3 separate regions of the Mus musculus genome follow, and regions 2 and 3 are each linked to region 1. The links are chromatin contacts, called in public promoter capture Hi-C maps. All regions are on one chromosome and are shown on one strand. The core of a region is the stretch at or near the end of the contact, and the rest is flanking DNA. Distances in the headings are between cores, read along the strand shown.

Region 1 (3,533 bases), core at 722-3,221:
AGCAGGCCCACACCAGGGGCTGACTCCCAGGAGCAGGCTGGGAGCAGGCCCACACCAGGGGCTGACTCCGAGGAGCAGGCTGGGAGCAGGCCCACACCAGGGGCTGACTCCCAGGAGCAGGCTGGGAGCAGGCCCACACCAGGGGCTGACTCCCAGGACAGCGGCGAGGGGAGCCTACTCACCGAAACCTGGTTGAAGCCAAACACAGAATGCTGGGAACTGCAGCGTACAGGGGGCGTGGAGCTCACCTTCCGGAACACCGTCATCTCCACACCAGGGTCCCTGCAAACAGGAAGAAGAGCTGAGCAGAAGCTCTCAGCTGTGCTCTCTTTACGGTTTCTTCTCGCCATCCGTAACACCCCTTCCTCCTCAAGACTCCCTTCGACTGCTTTAACCCTGACTACAGCAAGTACTTAGAGCCATTGTCCCCTCAGCCTTCTCTATCCTCCAAGACACAGCCACAATCCCAAGCACAGAGAAAGGACAATCCCTGACACAGCCCACAGCCACTCACCTTGGGAGACTGCTCTCCCCCTGGGCAGCCTCTTCTTCCTGCTCCCCCATGGTAGAGTTGCGTTTCTCCACAATCTCGCCCTGGTCGAACATGGCATGCAGGCGATAGTTCACAGTCTTGATGGTAGCAAAGATGACAGCTACCACCAGGCAGTACACTCCAGCCACCATCAGGCTGGGGGGCAGGACCTGGAGATGACAGTTAAGTTGGATCCTTTCTCACAAAACCCTTGCTCCCTTGAGGGTGTACCTGCCACCACTGTAAAGAACTAGGATTCATCGGTTTACAAAACTTCATCACCCCTTCATGCAACAGTACAAAGAGCCCTGTTAGGGGTAGCCCTCTGTTTAACCGGGTAGATTAAATGAGGCGCTCAAGGTCACTCCATGCAGAAAAGACTTGGTCTTTCCTCTATATAAAACCAAAGTAAACTCTACAGTGAACTCTACAGTGACTCGCTTCACTCCACGCCCCAGGACTCAAGATGCCCATCCCTCCAGACTACACTCCCTCTCGCCATAGTTACAGGTGGTGGCAGCCTCTCACCATGTACAGCAAGAAGGGAAAGATGAGCAAGAAGATCCAGACATAGAGATGGAAGCAGTTGGAGAAGGTGCTCTGATGCGGATCGAAGAACCATCCCCCAGTGAGCGAGGCCCACACCCCCTGGCGCAGGATCTGCAACACCTGAGACCCCATGGCCCAGCCGCTGCTGCGCACGCCCTCCTCCCGGGACCCTCATGGGGGCGGCCCCCGGCCCATGCCCCGCTGGCGCCCGAGGGTCCCGGGGTCCGACTTAGATTTCACGCCATGGCCTCCCCCAGACGGGGGAGGGGATTGGTAGGGTGAGGGCACAGGCAGGGGGCGGGGCCGGCCCAGGCAGTCAGCGGATCAGGCCGGGATACTGGGGTGGGACTGCATCAGAGGCGGGGCCTGGGCCCCCTCCGGTGGCCCAGAACTGTTGTAAAGCGCCGAGCCTGAAAGCAGGCGCAGGGCAAGGGCTGGGCACCCGTCGGCGGCATCCAGAGGTGGGCGTGGAATAGGTGCTCTCGGAGTGCCAGTGATAGGTCCCTTGGCTCCGGACCGGAGAAATCCTTGGGACCCTGAGGTCCACTTCCGGGGTCGCAGGTCACTCGCTTGGGGCTCTGCGTTCGCCCCGCTTCTACCGGTGCCGGCGCAAAGGGGAGGCCGGAAGAAGGAGCCGCGAGCTGCCAGCCTGCACTGGCGCATGCGCCCGTTAGAACCTGTTGGGACCCGGAAAAGGAAAACCTGGCGGCAGAAGTGCGCAAGCGCGGAGAAGTAGCGAAGTGACGGGATGCAGAGGTATCTTAGGCGCGCGCGCAGTCAAATTCTAGAGCCACCAAAATATGGGACGGCCGGGTGAGTCGCCATTGGGTAACGACTTGATGACTGGCGCAAAGCTTTTCCAATGCGTTACAGGAGGCGGGGAAAAGCTGGAGAATGGGACTCCTCACGGCTACTTCCAGTTTGCGTTACCGGGTCACACCCCCGACTTGGGCCGCCTCTCCTTAGTGCGAGACCGTAAATCATGGTTGTCGCTTGGCTTACGCCTCTACTTCCGGGTCAGAGCTTAGCCGAAGCAGAGAGTGATCCTGATCAGGCCTGAGTAGTCGAACAGGATGACATAGGCTTTCTTAAAGTAACAGACACAGGACAAGTGATGAACTAACGAAGAGGTTGTTGAAGGCCCTTCAACTCTGAATCTAATCCCGGGCAAAGTTCTGAACGACAGTTTCAGGTTTTTGCCTCTCGGGTGAAAGGAAGATAATTTTAAATGGTTCCAAGAGCTTCAAGTGTAAGCCGATTTTGAAGTCCCAAACTTCTCTGTTCACATCCCCCTCTAGCACTGAAAAGCAGGGTATCTTGTTATTTCATATATGGAAAGAACGAATCTTAAAGAGCTCTGCAACTTCGTAGCCAAGACCAGATTTTGGTTTTGAGGCAATCACAAGGGTGATTTGGCTGATGAGAATTCAGACACAAGGATTCTTCTCTGTCTTTGCAGAGATCCACTTCGACCGTGAGCAGAGGAGCACCTAACGTAAGGCTTAGAGTTGTGCCGGTGTGTTTGGGGGCGGGGGAGGCGGGAGGAACTACCTGGCCCGCCTTCTACCTCTCTTGGCCAACCTCCCCGGGAACTCCCGTGCACAGCTGCCGGGAGCCTCCGGGAGGGGAGCGGTGCAACCCGCCCACGTCATCTGATGCTGTTTCCTGCAGGAGGGAGAAGAGCGGAAAAAAGTGAAACTCCACCCTCCACCTCTGCCTCCCGCCCCCGGGGCCAAAGTACAAAGGGAGGAGGAAGAAGGGACCGGGGTCGGAGCTGTCGGGGCCCAAGGCACTAGCCCAAGAAGAGGTAGCTTCGGCTCAACTGGGGACTTTCTCTTACCTCTTGTGCCTGGAGACAACAACCAGAGTCCGGGCGCTGACCCTGGCAGGCCCCACCTTACGGTAGGCGGGCGCTGAAGCCAGGTTCCCAGGACTACTTCGGAACTGAGGGACTCTGCTGCTCCAATTCAGCCATGGTGAGGCGCCGGAGGCCAGTGGGCCCCACCCCTCCAGCCTGACCACACTGCCCTTGGTGCCCTCCTCCAAAAGCCCGAGATGCGGGGGGCCGGGAGGCGACACTCCTGGCTCCCCAGAGAGGCGTGGGTCTGGGGCTGAGGGCCAGGGCCCGGATGCCCAGGTTCCGGCTCTAGGGCCTCACAAGCCAGCGGGGGTGGATACCACGGGCACCCGAAGAAGGTCCCCCACACATTCCAACGCCGGCTCCCTGCCATGGAGCCCTTGAAGAACCTCTTCCTCAAGAGCCCGCTGGGGTCATGGAACGGCAGTGGCAGTGGGGGCGGCGGGGGTACCGGTGGAGTCCGGCCGGAGGGGTCTCCGAAGGCAACAGCAGCTTATGCCAATCCTGTCTGGACAGCCCTGTTCGACTATGAGCCCAATGGGCAGGACGAACTAGCCCTGAGGAAGGGCGACCGTGTGGAGGTGCTGTCCAGGG
Region 2 (3,533 bases), core at 448-2,947, 1.6 Mb before region 1:
AGCTTGTCCATATAGTGATTTCCATCCTGGTAAGAGCCACAAAGGAAGATGTCAGTGTCAGAAAGACCTCACCAGCCAGCAAAGGAGACAAGGACAGAGAGAAGCATCTGCTTGTGTCCATCAGAACCACCGGGTCTGAGAGAAAGCCAGAAGCCTCAGGGTAGGTGTCACCTCACCACAATTCAGGAAATCGCCAAGGTACACTCCCTACAACCTGGACATCCACCTGCTGGAAAAGGAGGCCTCCCACCATTCACAGGAGACAACAGTGATGTGTGCATGAGGCCAACCTCAGCCTGACTGCTGCGGAGCTGAGTGTTGGAAGCCCAAATGGTACCACGCCTACAGCTCATAGAAACAGCAAACAAGATGCATGTGGAAACCATTAGCACTGAGTGGAAAAATGGAAAAATGTAAACAACAGAATGCACTTGATACAGGAGCCCATGTTTGTACACTGCAAACACATCCATACAGAAGACAATGCCACGTAAGAGCCAGGCTGGGTTGAAACTCAGTGAGGCCAGGTCTTGGGAGAAGAAGGGGAGGGGAGGAAGATGGGGATGGAGGGAATGGGGGGGGGGGAATGAATGACCACAACTAGAGAGGAGCCTCTTTAACCATAAAATGAGAAGTTGGGTTGACTCAGTTCTTTATGGGAGATCATAAAATGTGAGGGCGGTTGGACGTGGAGGAGGGCAAACACTTTGTAAGCTAGAAAGATATGGGTTCAAATTTCAGACGTAGCACTTTGACAAACTGCCACCGATATTTACTATTATTTATACATCTATTCAGTTCCAAACACTCCTGAGCACTGAAGAGAAAGCAGTACTATAAAAGCTAAGGCAAAAAGATCAGGAATTCAAGGCCAGAGTGAGCTAAATAGGGAGCTCCTCTTCCAAGAAAACCAAAAAAAAAAAAGAAAAAAAGATAGAAGGGAATGCAGACTCAGTGCTAGAAAGATTGTTTTTTAATCACTTTAGCTGCCCCATGTATTCTGAATTGGAGAAAACAATATAAGCTCTGAGCCTCAGTGTCCACATCTGAAAAATGACAAGGACACCCCTCCATTGGAAGCTGTGGTGAGTAGGATGGAGGAACAGGTCCAAGAGTTTCTATGGCACTGGAGTGCGGACTGGAATCCAGGCTACCTCATGAGGTTTGAGCTGCTGGGCAGAGAAAGCAACCACACACACACCTCACACCCCTGGGCAGAGAAAGCAACCACACACACACACACACACACACACACACACACCACGCAACCACACACACACCTCACACCCCTGGGCAGAGAAAGCAACCACACACACACACACACACACACACCACACACACCCCGTCACACACACACACACACACACACACACACACACACCACACACACCCCGTCACACACACACACACACACACCACACACACCCCGTCCCTCCGTCCCCCCTCCTCCCCTCCCCCCTCCCTTACAAGCACAAGCTTAGATCGGTCCTGGTCACAGCCGGGGCTGTCGCTCACCAAGGGAACCTCTGGGGGGCGCCGCGAGTCCCGCTACCCGCGAGACTCTGACGCGATCCCGAAGCAACTCTGCATTCTGCTGCTCAGGCCTGCAGAGGAGGAGCGGGCAAGGGCGGGGCGGTTGTAGAGGGCAGATCTTCGCTCCCAGGGAGACGGGGCGGGCCCTGTGAGGGCGGGCCCTGTTTGGTGGGCGGGGCCGTGGCGGGCTCAAATGGCGGCGGCGCTGGGCGCCTAGGCCGGCGGGGGCCATGAGCGCCGCCCGGCCCCCAGTTTAGCATCGATGATGCCTTCGAGCTGACCCTGGAGGACGCGGGGCCTGAGCCCGAGTCCAGCGGGGTCGCCCGCTTCGGGCCGCTGCACTTCGAACGCCGGGCTCGGTTCGAGGTGGCTGATGAAGACAAGCAGTCCCGGCTACGCTACCAGGTGAACGGCCCTGCTCGTCTCACCCTCTTGTCCAGGATAGGGCGGAACCCCAGGCCGGGCCCCGGAGAATTCTAACTCCGGAGCCTCTGCCTAGAGACCCCAGCGGAGCGGAAAATTGTCCCCTAGACGTGTCTGCTCATCCAGATTTATGTCCTTGCCCTCTGAGCTCTGAGTTCGGTTCCAGTGCAGCTGTGGAGAGCCGGAAACTCGGACTAGGAACCCAGGCCTTAGCAACAGTGTAGAACCCACCTGTCTTGAAGACTGACACCCCAATATCACTCCGAGGAGTTTGGGGAGTACTTCCAATCTGAACCAGACCTTGTCGATATTTACAGCATCCCTTGAGCCCCAGATCACGTGACCTATGGAGCCTCCGCATCCCCTCTGCTTTGAGAATCACCCTAAAAGTGGAGGTCCCCACACATGATGTGTTTGCCCATCTCTTCATACTAAACCACACCATAAATCATTGTCTCAGGTAGCTTCCCCCAACCCTATCGTTCTTTAGGACGTAAGACCCAGAGGCCTGTGCTATGCTATACCAAATCCAAAGTCTCTATGTTGGGTCCCTGAAAAATCCTGAGAGCCTCATTTGAGTGGTCACCTGCTCCTGGGATCCATGCTGGCAGCCCACCCCTGCTGGATTCTGTGCTGAAGCCCCCAACAGCCACCTACTTCCTACCCAGGTTTTGGTTTCTGAATCATCAAACCGGTTCCGCTGGGAGGGCAGGGAGAGGCAGGAGAGCAGCTGCCAGATGTGCCAGGCAGAAGCTGTCAGGCTGCCTTTCTCCTCCCCCCAGAGGGCAGTGGAAAGGCCCATTCCTGAAGCTTATCTGAACCTTATGTCCTGTAACAGAACCTGGAAAATGATGAGGACGGAGCCCAGGCCTCTCCGGAGCCGGATGGGGGAGTCAGCACCAGGTCAGGGCCAGGTGGGGACCCACCCTTCTTATCCCAGGCCCCGTGTCTCAGGCTCCTGTCTGCAAGGACCTGCCCAGTCCCAACCAGATGCACTTACCTGTCTTACAGGGATTCCTAGCCCTGCTTCTCTCATGGGATCTGCTGTCCAGCTGGGTCACCTTACCCCAGTGCCCCGGTCCTCCACCTTATCAATGCCAGGCTTTCTGTCTTCTAGGAATCCTCAGTTTAATCCAGTCCCCACCCTCTTTCATTCCTCTTAACACACACTCTATTCTGTAATTCCTTTTCACCCCCTACCCTTGACCTCCTTCTGGACCCTCTATCCTGCAGGGGTTAACCTCAGTCCCTAGATACACCTTGAGTTTATCTCTCAGCTTCTGTCCCTCTCTTTATCTTCCCTGCCCCCTCACCATCCTTCTGTCCTTCAGGGATTCTGGGCACATGTCTGTCCGCAGCTCGCAGTGGTCCTTCAGCACCATCAGCAGCAGCACACAGCGCTCCTACAACGCCTGCTGCAGGTGAGAGCCTCCTCACTTGGGGTTCAGCTTCCAAGTACCTTCTGCTTCTGCCTGCCAGCCAGCCCCAGCTCCCTGCCTGCTTCACCTCCTTGACCTCCGTCTTGCTCTCCTGCCACCCAGCTGGACCCAACATCCTTTGATCCAGAAAAACCGCCG
Region 3 (3,533 bases), core at 381-2,880, 1.5 Mb before region 1:
ATAAGTGGGACTCAAAACCAGGCCTTCAGGCTTGCACGTCAACCATTTTACTGAGTTATCTCGCCAGCACATGCACCCTTTTTTTGAGAAAGAGTCTCACTGCTTAGGCTACCTAGAAACTCAATGGCCTTCCCAGTGAAGTTTCCTAGAAACTTCTGATCCTCCCACCTCAATCTAAGAACTGCTACGATGACAGGCATAGGCTAGCCAGGCCTGCTGAAAATGGAGCATTCCTAGAATGACATTAAAGCCCTAAAGGTAGGAGAGACTCAGGCGAAGTTTGAAGCAGGGGTGCTTACCGTGCTGGGGTGCGCAATAAGTGAGGGCATGAGGCTGGGTCGAAGACAGCCTGCAGGGACTCACAGTCCTGGAAGGAGAGGTTGTGTGTCTTCTTGACCCCTGGATAAGGGAAATGGTCTCAGGGCTTGGCAACCTCCACTGCCACTGCCTCCACACCCACAGAGGAACTCTTTGGGCAGGCCGCTTGCTCACCATACTTGCAGTGGAGCTGGACCACCAGGTGGCTGTGGCTGCCACTGAGGGAGATACAGCACTTCTCCACAGACTTCTCCACAATTGCCAGAGAGCGGAAGACGGACAGGAAGGCCTGGGCAGGGTAGGACATCAGTCTGGCACACTGCTTCCACGGCCCAGCTCTACATCCCATGTAGGCCCTGGCCCCATCACTGGCCCCACAAAGCTGTGGTGTCTGCACACTCCCATGCTGCCTTGCCCATGCTGGTCTCTTTGCTGGGAAGGGCCACTAACCTTTTCTTGACCAATGTCACCACCCTCTCCACAGATCTTAGATAGCCCTCTACGGTCTAAACATCTTTACCTCACTGCATGTTGCATGGAATAGCTCCCATATGAGACTAACTCCCTAGTCAAACTCATCATTTACTGAGTACCTGGCACAGAGGCACAGCTGTGGAGCTGCTTCAGGTGGCCCTTACCTTCATCAGGATCTTACAGCGCAGCAGGTCCTGACCAGGGGAAGCCGCCTGGTACTGCTGGAAGAAGAGTGGGGCAAAAAGGAAGCAGGCATAGGCAGAACGGGACGAGTTCACAGTCCGTAGGGAGAGCTGAGACACAAAAAGCAGGCAAAATTGCTTTTCCCTTAAGTTACTTTAGCCCCACCTTGCCTGCCACTAGGCGTTCTAGGAAGAGCAAGTACCCTCTGTATAGACATGCAGCCTCAGAAGACTGGGCCCAAGCCGATGTCCGAACAACCCAAGAGATAATAAACTGCGCCGGAATATCTGTCCACCATCCCTGTAAGGCCGAATGAACACCAAGCCTAGGCTCCCCATTCACCATTGAATCCGCCCCCATCCCTGCGTCCCAGTCCCTTACCCCGTCCTTCAAGGGTTCCAGATAGAGCTCGTCCCCGATTCGGGATAGCGAATGGACAGCCTTGCCCAGCACTGCGGGGAGGAGAACAGAAAGTGGTTAGGGGGACTCCTGGGGCTTGCTCACGTGGTCTGCTGCAAGGTAGGTCCAAACTTACCCTTCACGTTGCCCCCGGTGATCAGGCACTTCATAGTACATAAGCACAAAAATCGAGCTTGTTTTGCACACGAACCGGGACGGGATAGGACATATAATGAGTCCCAGCAGCTACTACGACTGCCTAAAGTTCCCTTCCCGCGCACCGTCCCCTCCCCGCTGCCGGCCTGGCCTCCGCTTCCTTATTGGTTCACCCGGGGTTTCTCCGTCACGTGAGAAAAACGTTCCTAAGCTCGGTGTCACGTGATCTAGTCGGTTCATTGGGTGTGGCCCGGGTCACGTGACTGCGGAGGGCTTGCTCCTGTGTCCTTCCTCAGGTCTGATTCTCCCACCCGAACCCGAGCCCTGCACACCCTGCAGAGCTCTGCAGCTCCACTGGGCTGCACTGGGCATAGGTGAAGGGCATACTAGATGGAGGAGCAAGGTGTCTGCACCAAGGATCGAGCTCTGGACCAGAGCCCTAACGTGGGAAGTGTAGACCCTCCCGGGTCGCTAACTTTAGTGTGTGGGGTTACAGGGTCAAATCAAGATAGTCCGCGCTCAATCTGGGCTGGGGATTCTGTTGTGGCAGCAACCACCAGCTCCCCTCAAAAAACGTAACTCGCTTCAAGAGCGATGAGAAGGGGCTGTTCATTTTGCTTTCAGGATCCTTCACTGACCTTCGTAAATACATGGAAAGATGAGAAGGTTCTGGGACAGAAAAGGGTGGAAGGATGGACTTGTCAGAAGGAGGGGCAGAAGCAGAAGCACAATGGGGGTAGGCGAATATGGGTGAATGGGGTGTCCCGAGCCTTGTGCGGTAAGGGGTGGGGAGGCAGAGCTGAAGGGATGAACTGGGAAGCCCTGGGAAGGCTTAAGTACTACGCGGGGTTTGGTTTATGTACATTTTACCAATTACCCAGACAGTGTGGAAGGATGAAGATTTTCAGCTGGGACGCATTCACCTTGCTCTGGGAGGTAGTTCAAATGCCTAGAGCAACCCTTGCCCATCCCCCTGCGGGCCTGTGGGTAGTGGGGAGGGTGTGTTTGTTACCTAGCCCCTCTTTGTTTTTCTAGGCTCCTCTCCCTCTCCAAGTGCTTCTTTCCTAGAGCCTCCGGGGAGGAGGCGGCTTTCCCTTTCCACATCCAAGGCAAGCTGCATACAACGCAGAGGTGTCCAGTTCTCTGTTAGACTGGGAGTTAGGGGATTACCAGCATCCTCTCCTCCTCACTTGCTCACGTCTTCGGTGGATTCTGGCTGCTTCATTTCCCAAACAGATGGCAAAGTGGCCCTCCTTCTGTCTCCACTGTCCTCCTTTCACTGTCCAGACACAGTCCTCAGTGACCCGCCCCCCCCCCCCCCCCCGGTGGGCTTAACTCTCCTGGCAAAGTCCAGTCTCTTGATCAGGAACTTTGAGGATCCAGGTCCCACAGAGGTCTTCACTGTCTCCTACCCCACATGATCACCTATCTCCATAGCCCTGCCAGGCTCTTAGCGGCCACTCTGGCTGCTTCCAAGGCTGTAGCCTGCTTCTCCCATGCTGACTTCTCTTCCTGGGCTCAACAGCAAAGGTTCCCTCAGCAGAGAAAACCCTAGGCTTTGAGCCATGGTGTGTCCCAGTTTCCTCTGTGTTTAATATTTGTGCTTCCTGCTGTTGTGGCTGCTGCATGTGGGCAGGAACTGCTTCTGTTTTGTTTATTGCTCTGTGTACTTCCCACCCAGCCTAGGATCAATAAATAGGTGTTGAGCCAGGTATGGTGGCTCATGCCTATAATCCTACCACTAGCGACTCGAGAACTTGAGAGGCCAGCCTGGGCTATATAGCAAGACCCTGTCTCAAAAAAATAGAAAAAGGAGGGCCTAGAGAGATGGCTCAGTGGTTAAGAGCACTGGCTGCTCTTCCGGAGGACCTGAGTTCAATTCTTAGCAACCACATGGTGATCTGATGCCCTCTTCTGGCATGCAGTACAGATAGAGCACCCATATAAATAAAAGAAATACATCTTTTTAGAAAGAAAGAAAGAAAGAAAGAAAGAAAGAAAGA

What was found. Capture Hi-C pulls out chosen DNA fragments and counts their contacts.
Region 2: a contact with region 1 is called in a promoter capture Hi-C map of adipose tissue, with 5 times the contacts expected there. A contact is called at or near these places in 5 of 39 promoter capture datasets (cranial neural crest, embryonic stem cells, liver and 2 more), 2 of 484 Hi-C or Micro-C datasets (muscle stem cells and uterus), 3 of 130 datasets of targeted methods (astrocytes, cardiomyocytes and pancreatic cancer cells) and 3 of 9 other capture datasets (adipose tissue, liver and pancreatic islet).
Region 3: a contact with region 1 is called in a promoter capture Hi-C map of liver, with 3 times the contacts expected there. A contact is called at or near these places in 1 of 39 promoter capture datasets (liver), 1 of 130 datasets of targeted methods (pancreatic cancer cells) and 1 of 9 other capture datasets (liver).

The regions. Positions count from the first base shown.
Region 1 is chr19:5,686,937-5,690,469 of GRCm38.p6, forward strand. It overlaps Pcnx3 (pecanex homolog 3), which reads right to left and starts at 1,972. Exons shown (of 35, transcript NM_144868.3): 1 at 1,061-1,972; 2 at 515-702; 3 at 183-282. The coding sequence starts at 1,213. It overlaps Map3k11 (mitogen-activated protein kinase kinase kinase 11), which reads left to right and starts at 2,195. Exons shown (of 12, transcript NM_022012.3): 1 at 2,195-2,330; 2 at 2,541-2,576; 3 at 2,753-3,533. The coding sequence starts at 3,311.
Region 2 is chr19:4,124,263-4,127,795 of GRCm38.p6, forward strand. Tmem134 (transmembrane protein 134) reads left to right here and starts at 1,698. Exons shown (of 8, transcript NM_001078649.1): 1 at 1,698-1,778; 2 at 1,780-1,938; 3 at 2,795-2,859; 4 at 3,288-3,377; 5 at 3,498-3,533. The coding sequence starts at 1,764. It also overlaps a transcript of Aip not described here.
Region 3 is chr19:4,199,973-4,203,505 of GRCm38.p6, forward strand. It overlaps Rad9a (RAD9 checkpoint clamp component A), which reads right to left and starts at 1,631. Exons shown (of 11, transcript NM_011237.2): 1 at 1,511-1,631; 2 at 1,357-1,427; 3 at 957-1,085; 4 at 493-607; 5 at 300-399. The coding sequence starts at 1,544. Gm30082 (a long non-coding RNA gene) reads left to right here and starts at 1,736. Exons shown (of 4, transcript XR_388289.3): 1 at 1,736-1,826; 2 at 2,155-2,266; 3 at 2,412-2,466; 4 at 2,566-3,268.